Linked DNA regions of Sus scrofa: region 2 is linked to region 1. The links are chromatin contacts, called in public promoter capture Hi-C maps. All regions are on one chromosome and are shown on one strand. The core of a region is the stretch at or near the end of the contact, and the rest is flanking DNA. Distances in the headings are between cores, read along the strand shown. Region 1 holds the start of ZNF583 (zinc finger protein 583). Region 2 holds the start of LOC100737756 (zinc finger protein 850-like).

Region 1 (7,143 bases), core at 3,658-6,157:
GGAAGGAACAGCATTTTTGTCCAGTGCTTCTGACAAGCTAAGGAAGATGATGACTGAGACCGGACCTCCGAGTCTGGCAACTTGGAAAATTTTCTACCTCGAAGGGCCTGCTTCCTCGCTAACCAGCTGGACGGGTGTCTGCAGTGGCTTCTCCCCCCACACATGCCTCACTCACCTGGGCACAGGCTTCCCGTCACCACTTCCTCCACCATCCAGGGCTCTCTGCCTTGCTCCAGGAAGGCGATCACCTCAGGTTTGGAAACGGCGAGGCCTGGATGTGAGATAAAAACACGCCACCCTGTTATGGTGTGGAGCCCCGGAATTCAGAACCAGGGCCTGTTACTGAGCAGGAGAGGCAGCGGCAGGAGGAGCTGAGGGAATGTACGAGTCACCCGGGGACTGGGGGAGATGTAGCTTCAGGCCATGGAGCTGCCCTCTAACCGCTCAAACGATGCCCTGAAATGGACAAGGATGTCACAGATGTGCCCAAGGGGAACCTCCAAACTGACTGACCACGTGGCCTTACCCAGTGAGACCAGGTTGCCATACGTTTCCAACATCACATCTCTGTACAGATCCCTCTGCGCAGGCGCCAGCTGCTCCCATTCTTCTCGGGTGAAGACTACGGCCACGTCCCGGAACAAGGCTGACCCCTGGAAGGACAGACAGGTCTGTGATGTGCAGAATTCAAGGCAAGGTTTTTCAGTGGGATGAGAGAGGGAGGCGGGCTCCGCAGGAATGGGCTGTTCTGGTGAAAAGGCGGTGGCTGGAGGCTTCCGATGTGAACAGGTGACAGGAAAAGATGGGCACAGGTAAAAGAGATGTTCATACAGTCTCGAGTTTTCCTTTTTACTGCAAGCCAAAGCTCTTTACTTAGGTCTGGGATGAAAACTGAAATCTAGCCAAATGGCGTTTTCCCAGTTGTGACAAACAGTGTAAGCAAACAGACTGCCTGCTGTGTCCTTGGTACACGCCTCTCAGTGTGAGGCTTATCATTTGTACTTGTATGGAGTAACAACGAAACCCAACAATTTTTGGTACTTTTCCCAACGTATTTTATTAAAATAATATTTTCTTCCTTTTTTTTTTAAATACAGCTGCACCGGTGGCATATGGAAGTTCTCAGGCTAGGGGTCAAATCAGAACTGCAACTGCCTGCCTACGCTACAGCCACCGCGGCATCAGATCTGAGCTGCATCTGTAGCCTGTGCTGCAGCCTGCGGCAGTGCTGGGTCCTTAACCCACTGAATGAGGCCAAGGATCAAACCTGCATCCTCACAGACTTAATGCTGGTTCTTAGCCTGCTGAGCCACAACAGTCACTCCTTAAAATAGTGTTTTCTGTCTTAGAAAAGAGCATTTTCATTAAGGTCAAGATCTGCTTTAAGACAAAGGCTCATCATTGTGTGAAAGCAGAACATAGCACACACGTTTTTCCTGAGAAAATTCTCGAATGAAGATTTTATCAGCTGTACAGTTTTATCAAGTGAAGAAAACTCACTCAACCACTTTCTTAATTTGGGTACAGTGGTCTCCAAAGGTCAGATCTCCTGAGGCTCTTCCAAAACTATGACAATCCAGATTCTGAACAATTAATCCATTGAACTGATTGTCTTAAAACCCCCAGCTCTGTACTCTGCTTGCTTTTAAACTGAAGACGCGGATGGAGGATGACCTAGATTCAAATGCTCTGTGCAACCTCAAACTAGACCGTAATTTTTTTTGTTGTTGTTGTTGTTGGTCTTTTTGCCTTTTCTAGGGCCGCTCCCGCAGCATATGGAGGTTCCCAGGCTAGGGGTCTATTCAGAGCTGTAGCCACCGGCCTATGCCAGAGCCACAGCAACTCAGGATCCGAGCCGCATCTGCTACCTACACCACAGCTCACGGCAACACTGGATCCTTAACCCACTGGGCAAGGCCAGGGATTGAACCCACAACCTCATGGTTCCTAGTCGGATTTGTTAACCACTGAGCCACAACGGGAACTCCTAATTCTCTCTCTCTCTTTTTTTTTTTTTTTTTTTTTTTTTTGCTATTTTAGGGCTGCATCTGTGGCATAAGTTCTCAGGCTAGGGGTTGAATCAGAGCTGCAGCTGCCGGCCTACACCACAGCAACGTGGGATCTGAGCTGCATCTGCGGCTTACACCACACCTGCATTCTCATGGATCCTAGTCAGGTTCGTTAACCAAGGAGCCACGAAGGGAACTCCTAGATCTTAGTTCTGACAACAAATCTAGCATAGATTTTTATCTAAACTTCAGCCACACACGCACCTGTCAGTAGCAGGAGATGGCACCCCCACACTGAAACTGAGACCAACCAACACTAGCTCCCCTGCTTTTGTGTGTGATCCCTTACCAGCATTCATCTTCATTTCAGCACACCTCAGTCCCTGTAAGGGATGTTCTCATTTTATGTAAGGAAGGAGATTTCTTCTCCCTCTGGCCTCACAGCGGAATACAAAGCCATCAGAAGATGAATGGTATATAAAATGAATCCCTCTGGGCACCGGTCCAAGTGGATGGGGGCGTGGGAGAGGGTACTAGCTGCCTGGTCTTTTTATTCCCTAAAATGGGAACATCTGAGAATCCGATTCTTGGATGGAACCCAGATGGGAAGCTACAGGATAAGGAAAGCAAATATTTACATGATTTTAAAACTCACGAGGGACATGACTTTCAGAATTTCATGGGCTGATGAGTCCTGCTCCCGGTTTCTCTCCTGGGGAAGGGCAGAGTCCGGAGATGGCAGAGCTGAGGGAGGAAAAAGCAAACATTAGAGGCCAGGCTTGCCTCAGCTCCCAGACTGAGTGCCTACCTCCTTTACTCCCCACCCCCCCCCAAAATTAGAGGGAGCTGGGACAAACTCTGGCCGTTACTCAGCTCCACCTTGTTACTGATGCAAATCTGAGCTAGGGATGCTCAGACGTGGTCCCGTTACGGAGACGTGGTGTCCCTGGGAGAAGGAAGGCTGTCCTCAGTCCTGGGAGCACAGCCTGCCTGAGATGCATCAGCCCGGCCCGCAGTGAAACCTTCCCAGATATTTAACTCTCATGTCCTCAGTATAACACCTTTGAAAGTCTCCTTGGCTTTTAACCTAACTTCCAAATTCTCAAAGAACCCCACAGCCCAACTCAAGGCCTTGTGGACACGATTTTGTGGACCCTGCCTCGAGCCAACGAATGGCGGCAGTGGGCGAATTAGATGGAGTAGGCCCAGTGCTCCACTCTCGTCACATAAAGACGGCCCTGCACAAATGTGACAGCAAAGCTATGTGCATAATATTTGCTAAAAAACTGAACCAAAAAGTTAATACATTTCACAGGTAGGCAAGTGGTTGAATCATTTTTGACACAGCCATATGATGGATGCCAAGCAACTATCAAAAATGATGTGGTTGACAATATCAGCTGACAAAGATATTCACAATGGAGCCCTTTGTACAAGAAAACATGCAGCAAAAGAAGTGAAACCCAGAGTTCCCACTGTGGCACAGTGGGCTAAGAACCTGACTGCAGCACCCCCACCTCCCCATCCTGAAGTGTTGAAAGATCCTGTGGTTGCCATTGTGCAGGTCACACCCCTAGTTTGGATTCAGTCCCTAGCCCAGGAACTTCCATATGCCAAGAGTGCGGCCATAAAACAAAAGCAACAACAAAAAGACGTCAAACCCACCCATGCCCAGGCTAACTGCCCCTCCTCCCCAACGAAACCAAAACCAGAATGGAAAACATTGAGTATTAAGATGTATTGAGTATTAAGATGCGGAGGCTCATTTCATAAAAACTTAGAGTGCCTGGAGTGTTACAAATATTTAATTCTAAGTAGTGTGTAAATGAAATAATGATAAATGTTTCCTAATAGCACATAACAGGTCTTTTTCCTCGTGACCACTTTTTTTTTTAAGCATTATATGTATCAGCTGTAAATATTCTATTATAGGGCTGGCCTGTGATTTACCCAACCGTTTCCCCAAGGTTGAACAAATTTTGAACAAGATCCGGTAAAATGTTCAAACATGTCACAGCTTCTAAACTAGCCGTTCCGGAGTTCCCGTCATGGCTCGGTGATTAACCAACCCGACTAGTATCCTGAGGATGGGGGTTTGATCCCTGGCCTTGCTCATTGGGTTAAGGATTTGGCGTTGCCCTGAGCTGGGGCGTAGGTCGCAGTAGCGGCTGGGATCTGGCGTGGCTGTGGCTGTAGGCCGGCAGTTACAGATCGGATTAAACCCCTAGTCTGGGAACCTCACTATGCTGCGGAATAAACTAGTGGTTCCAAATCTTCTGGGGTCTTGCAACTCACTTCGTCAAAGATTTAAAAAAAAAAAAAACAACTACGTTAAGAATAAATGCAAAACATCCATAAGCAAGCATTTTCTGGAGTTCAGGACCCTCCAAGAGACACACCCACCTTAGGGATCCATGCACCCGGGCTATGAGCTCGACTGCAGGTAGGGGGCGCCAGCAGGGCGCGCTGCGGGGGCCGATGGGAAATGTAGTCCAGAGCGAGGAAAGCCGCTGACTTACGTGGGGGTAAGACGTTCCGGTTCTGCTTAAGCCCGAGACCTGCCTGGTCGTGGAGCTCGCTCCCGCGCGGATCCTACAACACCTGGCGAGCTCCGGAGCCCCTCACCTGCCGCCTCTTTGGATCCAGATGCCCCCGCTGCCGCGCCCACTCTAGCCTCGGGGCGCTTCCTCCTAGAAACCAGCGGAGTCGGGAGCCGGAAGATGGCGCAGACGCACAAAGCACCGCCGATGCTGCGTCCCGATTGGAACAGCGCCGCAGTTGCTTCTGGGAAACGTAGTCTCCAGGCCCAAAGGCAGTAACCAAACCGCAAGGCAAGATCTCGCGATGTTTCTGGTGGGCGGGTCCGTGCGTGTGTCTGTGTGTGAGAGAAAGAGACCGTCTGGGATGGGACGGGGTGCGCTGTGTCCACAGGCTGCTGCGTGAAGTTGTGTGTTGCGCTTGTTGTCCGCGCGTGGTCGTCTCTCCGACGGCAGGTGAGTGTGTGAGCGGCCGTGGTGGTGCGTGTTCTGACTCGGTGGTTGAGTGTGTGGCTGGGACCGTTCAGCGCCGGGCAGACGTCTGTGTGTGGCTGCAGAGGCGGTATATGTGCGAAGTTTCTTCTCACGTGTTGAGTCGTCCGGACCGTGCAGCAGGCATTTTACCAGATGTTCTGGAGGGAGGTAAAAGCCCTGGAGTTGGTTCCGTAACCAATTTTACAACATCTTGCACAAGAGTTCCCTCGCTGTGGCGAGGCGAGTTGAGTCCCACGGCGTGGCTGGGGTCGCCGTGGAGGCGCCGGGTCGATCCCTGCCCGGTGCAGTGGGTTAAGGAATTCTGCGCGGCGGCTCGGGCGGTATAGGTCTCGGCCGCGGTGGAGTTTCAGTCCCAGTCCCAGTCCCAGGAAACTCCACATGCCCCCAGAGCGGCCAAGAAGTCTATGATGGTAGCTGGGGTATTAGTCCATGAGTTGTCAGCTAGGAGAGAAAGCCTGGAAATATTAAACAGAGAAGCAGACTGTATGATAAGGGTAGCAAGTCATTGGGATAAAAATGGACTTTTTTGTGTGTATCTTTTTAGGGCCGCACCTGAAGCATATGGAAGTTCCCAGGCTAGGAGTCGAATAGGAGCTACAGCCTCTGGCCTGCGCCACAGCCACAGCAAGGCAGGCTCCAAGCCGCCTCTGCGACCTACACCACAGCTCATGGTAACACAGGAGCCCTAACCCACTGAGCAAGGCCAGGGATCGAACACGTGTCCTCATGGATACTGGTTGGGTTCCTTAACCGCTGAGCCACCACAGAAACTCCAGAAATGGACTTCTTAATGAGCAACCCTGAGGAATAACTGGATAACCATTGGGGAAAAAATTAAAGTGTATTCATGCTTCATATCATACAAAAGTATAATCACCAACTTTATCAGAGTTCTAAATTAAACCGTACAAATAGCAGACAAGTACAGAGGTGAATTCCATTATAACCTGAGTGTGTGGAAAGGCTTTCTAATTACGACTTAAAAATCCAAACTTAATACAAGAAAAGACTGCTACACTTGGGAACACAAAGCTAAAGCACTTTGTAAGGCAAAATACACCATAAGCAAAGGCAAAAGAAAAATGACAAAAGTTTTTACAACTTTATATATCTCAGATAAGGAGCCTATATTTCTATTGTATAAAGACAAAAAGCCAAAAAAAAAAAAATGCAAGCAATCCCTAAACTCAACTTTGTAGGTTCTTTTTCATAATAGCAGTGATTTGGAAACTATTTTGTATGCATCATAGGATTGAGAAAACAAATAAATATATTGATTTGTTGGAAGCCAGTGTTTTACTATGGGAAAAGAGTGAGTGGATGATGGAAGGTAGGGAAGAATCCTGTGGTATTAGATTCGTGTGAACTCATGGTTAAAAATGTGTGTGGAGTTCCTGCCGGGGCGCAGTAGGTTAAAAGGATCCAGGCGGGTTGCAGCTGTGGCTTGGATTCAGTCCCTGGCCCTGGAACTTCCATATGTTGTGGGTGTGGTCATAAAATTTTTTTTTTTTAAGTGTGTTTGTTTCCCTCACTAGATCAATGTTAACATCCATAGTGAGGGCACAGTGATTGCATGTACCCTTGATAAGATGTGGTGAAAATGACATTTTACCTCTGTGGTCTTCCTCTCCAGAACACATAATCCCAGTGTAATGGCAGAATATCAGACACGCTAATTCAGGGCCATTTGAAAAAATATCTGCCCTGAACTCCTTAAAACTGTTAAGGTCAATGAAAACAAGAAAAGTCAGAGAAATGGTCACAACTAAAAGGAACCTAAGGGGAGACAACTACTAAAAACAATGTATCCCGGATGAGATCCTGGAACAGAAAAAGTGTGGACTTTAGTTAATAGTAATGTATTCATGTTGGTTCATTAATTGTAAAAAATGTGTGCTAGTCGTGGAGGAAAGTGGGTGCAGGGAATATAGGAACCCTCTGTACTATCTTTGCAGTTTTTCTGTAACTCAAAAACTTGTAAAGTAAAAAAATTAGTCTTGTTATTTTTTAAAAAGTATCTGTGTTTTTATGTTTTCTACTCTATTTGTTGAATGGGCCCTGGGAGCAGTGATGCCCCAGTATCAATAAGCATACCTAAGTAT
Region 2 (7,218 bases), core at 3,337-5,836, 1.8 Mb before region 1:
ATTCCCTTGGGACATTCCTGGCTTTTTTCTGGGCAAAGGGTGCCACATTGGAAGAGGTGGGAATATCAGTTCTGAAATCTGTGACACAGGGCTAGGGGTCGAAGTCACTGAACGGGGTTTCATTTCTACTTCCTTACTTGTTTCTTCATCTGAAGAAGAGGATACTGAATGATAATCAGAGGTAACCTCATCAAGGGCCCTGGTAACTTTCTTGGAAATCTCATCCTTGTTCTTGTCCTCGAAGCTGGCAGCAATGAATGCATTGTTTTTCTCTCCATAAGGACAGCAGACCTCATGGGGGTCTTTTTTTTTTTTTTTTTTTTTTGGTCTCTTTGCCTTTTCTAGGGCCGCTCCTGCAGCATACGGATGTTCCCAGGCTAGGGGTCTAACCAGAGCTGTAGCCACCAGACTACAGTACAGCCACAGCAACGCACAATCAGAGCCACGTCTGCAACCCACACTACAGCTCGTGACAACACCAGATCCTTAACCCATTGAGCAAGGCCAGGGATCAAACCTGGGTCCTCATGGATACTACCCAGATTCGTTTTTGATGAGCCACGACAGGAAGTCCAGTTTTTGGGTTTTTTTCTTTTGGAACTCCAGTTTTTTTGTGTGTGTTTTTTTCGGGGGGGTGGGTCTTTTTTGTCTTTTTAGGGCTGCACCCGCGACATATGGAGGTTCCCAGGCTAGGAGTCTAATAGGAGTTATAGATGCCAGCCTATGCCACAGCCACATCGATGCCAGATCCAAGCTGTGTCTGTGACCTACACCACAGATCACAGCAATGCCAGATACTTAACCCACTGAGCAAGGCCAGGAATCGAACCCGCAACCTCATGGTTACTAGTCAGATTTGTTTCCACTGTGCCACAAGGGGAACTCCAAACTATAACTTTTAATAAGTAATATCCTGTAACCTGCTTTCACTGACTAAGCTTGCTTTAATCATTCTTGCATATTACATACCCTCCAAGCTTCACCTAGTTTAGACAATATGTCAAAAAACCTTATAGATAACATCTCAAAATGGATTAAAGACCTAAACGATAAAACTATAGACAAAAACATAGGCTGAATACTCTCTGACATAACCTACAGCAATGTCTTCTCAGATTCACCTCCTAGAGAGTAATGACAATAAACACAAAAATAAATAAATGATACCTAATTAAACTTATACATTTTTTTGCACAGCAAAGGAAACCCTAAACAAAATGAAAAGAGAACCCACATAATAGGAGAAAATAGGAGTTCCCATGGTGGCGCAGTGGTTAACGAATCCGACAAGGAACCATGAGGTTGCGGGTTCGGTCCCTGCCCTTGCTCAGTGTGTTAACGATCTGGCGTTGCCGTGAGCTGTGGTGTAGGTTGCAGACGCGGCTCGGATCCCGAGTTGCTGTGGCTCTGGCATAGGCCGGGGGTGACAGCTCCGATTCGACCCCTAGCCTGGGAACCTCCATATGCCGCGGGAGCGGCCCAAGAAATAGCAAAAAGACAAAAAAAAAAAAAAAGAAAGAAAAGAAAATATTTGCAAATAAAGTGGCTGACAGGGGACTAATCTCCAAAATATATAAACACCTCCTGCTGCTCAATACAAAACAAACAAACAAACCACCCCATCAAAAAATGAGCAGTAGATCTAAACAGACAATTCTCCAAAGACACACAGATGGCAAAAAAAAAAAAAAAATGTTCAACATCACTAATTTTATTAAAGAAATGCAAATCAAAACTACTATGAGTTACCACACGACCTTATACTAGCTAGAATCGCCATTGTCAAAAAGTCTACAAACAAGGGAGTTCCCATCATGGCTCAGTGGTTAACAAAGCAGACTAGTATTCATGAGGTTGCAGGTTTGATCCCTGACCTTGCTCGGTGAGTGGGTTAAGGATCCAGTGTTGCCGTGATCCATGGTGTAGTTCACAGCTGCAGCTCATATCCCACATTGCTGTGGCTGTGGGGTAGGCTTGCAGCTGCAGTTCTGATTCAATCCCTAACCTGGGAATTTCCATATGCCATGGGTATAGAACTAAATAAAGACAAAAGACACAAAAAAATATAAGAGAAAAGTCTACAAACAATAAATGCTGGAGTTCCCGTTGTGGCGCAGTGGTGAACGAATCCGACTAGGAACCATGAGGTTGCGGGTTCAATCCCTGGCCTTGCTCATTGGGTTAACGATCCAGCATTGCCATGAGCTGTGGTGTAGGTTGCAGACGTGGCTCAGATCCTGCATTGCTGTGGCTCTGGCGTAGGCCGGGGGTGACAGCTCCGATTCGACCCCTAGCCTGGGAACCTCCATATGCCGTGGGAGAGGCCCAAAGAAATAGCAAAAAGACAAAAATAAATAAATAAATAAATAAATAAATAAATAAATAAATAAATAAATGCTGGAGAGGTTGTGGAAAAAAAGAGAAGGAACCCGCTTACATTGTTGGTGGGATTATAAATTGCTGCAACCACTATGGAAATCAGTATGGAGATGCCTTAAAAACTAAAAATAGAATTACCATAGGATGCAGCAATCTCACTCCTGGGCATCTATCCAGAGAAAACCATGAGTTGAAAACACACATGTACCCAATGTTCATTGCAGCACTATATACAATAGCCAAGACATGGAAGCAACCTAAATATCTATCAGCAGGGTAGTGAATAAAGAAAATGTGGTACATACACACAATGGAATATTACTCAGTCATAAAAAAAGAGTGAGATAATGCCATTTGCAGCAACTTACATGGACTGAGAAATTATTATGCTAAGTGAAGTTAGTCAGATAGAGAGACACAAACTACCACTTATATGCGGAATCTAAAAAAACAGATACAATGTACTTATTTGCAGAACAGAAACCTGTTAGTATGAAGGAGAGAAGAAAATACAGTCAACTGGAGCAGTGAGGTCCTAAGAAGCTTTTATTAACCAGAGAGACGGCCAGAAACACAGAGAGAGCCCCCAATTCCCCACTTTTTAGGGAGAGTTAGGTTTTATAGGGAAGGAGTTGTGTGTTGAGTCACAGAGTCATGGGATGGTGGCTGGAGTCTGTTCCAGGTGGTAGGATTAATCTTTAGCTGGCCAGAAGACTATCTTTATTCTAGGAAACTCAACCATCCAGATGGAAATGTCCAACAATATTCTGAAGCGTCATAAGTTTGGGCTGGAACAGATCTATACCTCATGATGACACTTTTATGGCTGGTTTTTTTTTTTTTTTTTTTTGTCTTTTTGCTATTTCTTTGCGCCACTCCCGCAGCATATGGAGGTTCCCAGGCTAGGGGTCGAATCGTAGCTGTAGCCACCGGCCTACACCAGAGCCACAGCAACGCGGGATCCGAACTGCGTCTGCAACCTACACTATAGCTCACGGCAACGCCAGATCATTAACCCACTGAGCAAGGGCAGGGACCGAACCCGAAACCTCATGGTTCCTAGTCAGATTCGTTAAGCACTGCGCCACGACGGGAACTCCTATGGCTGCTTTGGTGTTCAGTGTTACCACCTAAGAAAATTGACTCACAGATTCTGAAAAACTTACGTTTACCAAAGGAGACAGGTTTGGAAGGGAAGGATGGGCTAGGAGTTTGCAGTGGGAATGTTGTAAAATTAGGTTGTGATGATGGTTGTACAACTATAAATATAATAAAATTCATTGAATTTTTTTTAAAAGAAAGAAACTTGGAGACGGAGTTTCGGGTGAAGTAGAAAGGAGTAGATTTTAGACCACAGCAGGATAATGTCATGAAGATGATACCCTCATTTGGGAGAGAAGATGAAGTGGTCTCATAATTTTGGGAGTAGAAAATGGACCACAGATAAGGATCAGGGTAGATGCAAGCTCTCATTCTTCTTCAAAGCTGGTGTCAGGCAGTCCAGGGACACATTCTGGTGGTCCTTGAGATTACCGCACAGTGACTTTCTTTCCGGATTAAAAAATGCTTAATCAAGTAGTAACATTTTCCATTCTTTGGGAGTTTGAGTTCAGTAGAAAACCTCAAAGATGTTGTCATGCGCATCCCTTAAGGTGGAATCAGGACCTGACCCAGGGATGTACTCTTGTTTGTCAGCTGCTCCTCCCTCCTTTCCCTGATTAAACACTATTTGAATTTACCCTTTGGAACACAGGGACTGCCATGGAGGCTGAATGAAGCCTTTTCCTACAAACCAAAATGGGGGACACCGGAACGCTTTTGTGACCAGGAGCCCCATAGGGTCCTGCTGGGTTTCATTACTCTGTGCAGTGATGGAGCATTGAGATCAGTCTATTTGGGCATATCTCAAATAACAATTTTATTTCCTGGGCTGGCCTTCACGGAGTATGAAACTATGTCTTTCTCCTGCAGTTCACAAGGAAAGTCCCTCCCTTGTTAGACGTAGGATGACCACCGTCAAGCACTCCCTACGGTAGTGCAGGGAGGATGCTCTTGTAGTCAAGATGGAGCACACCCGTGCGCGGGAGAGGTGGGGTGGTCGTCTCTGGAGCTCTAGGAACTACTTTACCCAGAAGATCAAGCGTCGAGTTGAGCCAATGAAAGATCAGATAAAGGTATTTTTGTGCGTGCGCATGTCGTCGGGGCGGGACTTCCGGCGTCCTCCTCCAGGCAGCCATTTTTATTGCTTTCGTGTGTTTTCTGGCTCCGGGGCTCTGTACCGGCACCGGGTTTCGGGACCGAGGAGTCTGAGTGGCGGCGCAGTCTCCGCTCCTCAGAGGCGGGCCTCAGGCTCGGTGACGCCGCCTGGAGGACCCCGCGTCAGGCCGGTACCCGTGCCCCCCTCCGCTCCCGCCGCTCCGTTCACAGAGTCAGATGGCGGCGGCCGCCCTGAGGGACAAGCCTCAGGTAAACGCTGGTCCTCCGGGCCCTCACCGCCCTCACCCCGCCAGACCCTATAGCCCCGAGTGCGGGGCGTCTTCTCACGTGCCTGACGTCCAGGCTCCGGTGTCCGGGACGGCGAGGCGGTCGTGGGTGAGGCCCTCTTTCTGATCAACTCTGTGATGGCGCGTGGGAAAGGGTACGGGTGGAGGGAGCCGCAGGTGCAAAGGCTTGGAGATCGGGCAGAGCCCCGAGGATTCGGGAAACCTGGGGCCCATCTGATGTCTGCAGTAAATGCAGCGTGTGGGGTGGAGTGACGCCTGGACTGTCTGACAGGTTCTTTTATCCTGAGGGTCCTGGAAGCCGTGGAGGGTAGGCAACAGAAGAGTTTAAGAACCTGTATTAGGTTTCAAAAGTTTTCAAAAAGCCGATCAAAGAGAATTAACTGAAATGGTGAAAAGGACTGTGCGGCACAGAGAGCTGTAGGAAGCAGCACCGAAGACTGAGGCTTGGAGGTTAGTCGGTTAGCCCAAGGCCACCAGGATTCAGGGCTGGGCTTCGAAACAGGGGAGGCCTGACCTTACCTGTAGCCAAGCCTTAGTTGCTTTCCCCATTCCACAGGTTCTGAAGGCAGGAAAGCACGTAGGAAATCTACACAAGGAGAGTGTCCCAGTCCTTCAGTGGCCTTGGCACCACCCACACGTTGTCTGGGGCTGTGGTGTCTTGAACCTCTTCCCTTGCCGTTTTCACTCCTTTTGGGTGGAGTGACCGTGGGGATACCTCAAGCCCAGGGCCTTGAGTGCAGGCCAAGGGTCAGTGGAGGTGTTCTTCTTTCTGTCAGGCAGTGTAAACACATGTGAAAGGTTATGTCTCGAAGAGATACCCACATGTGCCAATGCTTGGAATCATGATTCTGGTGGAGACAGGGTACAACCAGTCTCCATTCTTTTTATTAGGAACAAAGAGCTGAGGGTTAAGAATCAGGCCCGTAATGTGCCTGTGCAGAATTTGGGCATTTGTTTTGGAGGTAATGAGAAGTTTGGATGAGAAGAGATTATTCTTACCCATGTGTTAGTAGGTTCCATGGCTGCAGAGAAGAGACTGTGGGAGCAAGACAGGAGGCAGGGAGCCCAGGAGGGGGCATTTACAATAATCCAAATGAAGAGTTCCTCCGGTGGCTCAGTGGGTTAAGGATCTGGCATTGTCACTGCTGCTGCGCAGGTCTCTGCAGAGGCAAGTGTTTGTTCCCTGGCCCAGCACAGTGGGTTAAAGGATCCGACATTTCTACAGCTGTCGCGTAGGTCACAGCTGTGGCCTACATTCAGTCCCTAGCCTGAGTGAGAATGTCCATTAAAAAAAAAAAAAAAAAAGAGTTCCCATTGTGGCTCAGCAGGTTAAGAACCTGACTGGTATCCATGAGGATGCAGGTTCAATCCTCAGTGGGTTAAGGATTAGATGTTGCTGCAAACTTTGGTGTAGATCACGGATGCAGCTCAGATCTGGCATTGCTGTGGCTGTGACTCCTTTTCTACCTGTAGCCTGGGAACCTCCACATGCAGCGGGTGGGCCCTTAAAGAAAGAAAAAAAAGGGGTCAAGTAAATTTTTGAATGTTGTGCATGAGGGAGAGAAAGGGAAGAGTCAGAGATGGCCCCAGTGTTTTGTTTTGTTGTTGTTGTTGTTGTTGTTATTTCTTGGGCCGCTCCCGCGGCATATGGAGGTTCCCAGGCTAGGGGTTGAATCGGAGCTGTAGCCACCGGCCTACGCCAGAGCCACAGCAACGCGGGATCCGAGCTGCGTCTGCAACGTACACCACAGCTCACGGCAACGCCGGATCGCCAACCCACTGAGCAAGGGCAGGGACCGAACCCGCAACCTCATGGTTCCTAGTCGGATTCGTTAACCACTGTGCCACGACGGGAACTCCGCCCCAGTGTTTTTGATGTTAGGAGCTGATGGGATAGAATCTCCATCAACTGGGATGGGAAAGTTTTGTTTAATTTTTAGGGCTACCTGCAGTATTATGGAAGTTCCCAGGCTAGAGTTCAAATCAAAGCTGGAGCTGCTGGCCTACACCACAGCCACGGCAGCACCAGATGTGAGCTGCGTCTGTGACCTAGGCTGCAGCTGGCAGCAGTGCCAGATCCTTAACCCATTAAACAAGGCCAGGGATTGAACCTGCAGTCTCATGGATGCTAGTCAGGTTCTTACCCCACTGAGCCACCATGGGAACTCCTAGGATGGGAAGTTTATGGTAGGTTAATTTTCTTTGGGAATATCAGATGTTTTGTTTTGGTCCTGTTAAGAGTCTGAGGTGTTTCAGAGAAGGAGAGTGGACACAGCAGACGGGTGTCCAGATAGCTAGGGAGGAAGGGGGCTGTGGTGCGGAACAGGGAGTTGTG

What was found. Promoter capture Hi-C pulls out the DNA fragments that hold promoters and counts their contacts.
Region 2: a contact with region 1 is called in a promoter capture Hi-C map of liver, with 8 times the contacts expected there. The contact joins the promoter of LOC100737756 here to the promoter of ZNF583 in region 1. A contact is called at or near these places in 1 of 5 promoter capture datasets (liver) and 1 of 47 Hi-C or Micro-C datasets (liver).

What each region holds. Positions count from the first base shown.
Region 1 is chr6:60,719,059-60,726,201 of Sscrofa11.1, reverse strand. It overlaps ZNF583 (zinc finger protein 583), which reads left to right and starts at 4,907. Exons shown (of 4, transcript XM_021095099.1): 1 at 4,907-5,002. It overlaps ZNF582 (zinc finger protein 582), which reads right to left and starts at 5,157. Exons shown (of 5, transcript XM_021095108.1): 1 at 4,635-5,157; 2 at 2,665-2,753; 3 at 527-653; 4 at 176-271. The coding sequence starts at 2,673.
Region 2 is chr6:62,484,069-62,491,286 of Sscrofa11.1, reverse strand. LOC100737756 (zinc finger protein 850-like) reads left to right here and starts at 4,586. Exons shown (of 3, transcript XM_021095140.1): 1 at 4,586-4,845. The coding sequence starts at 4,813.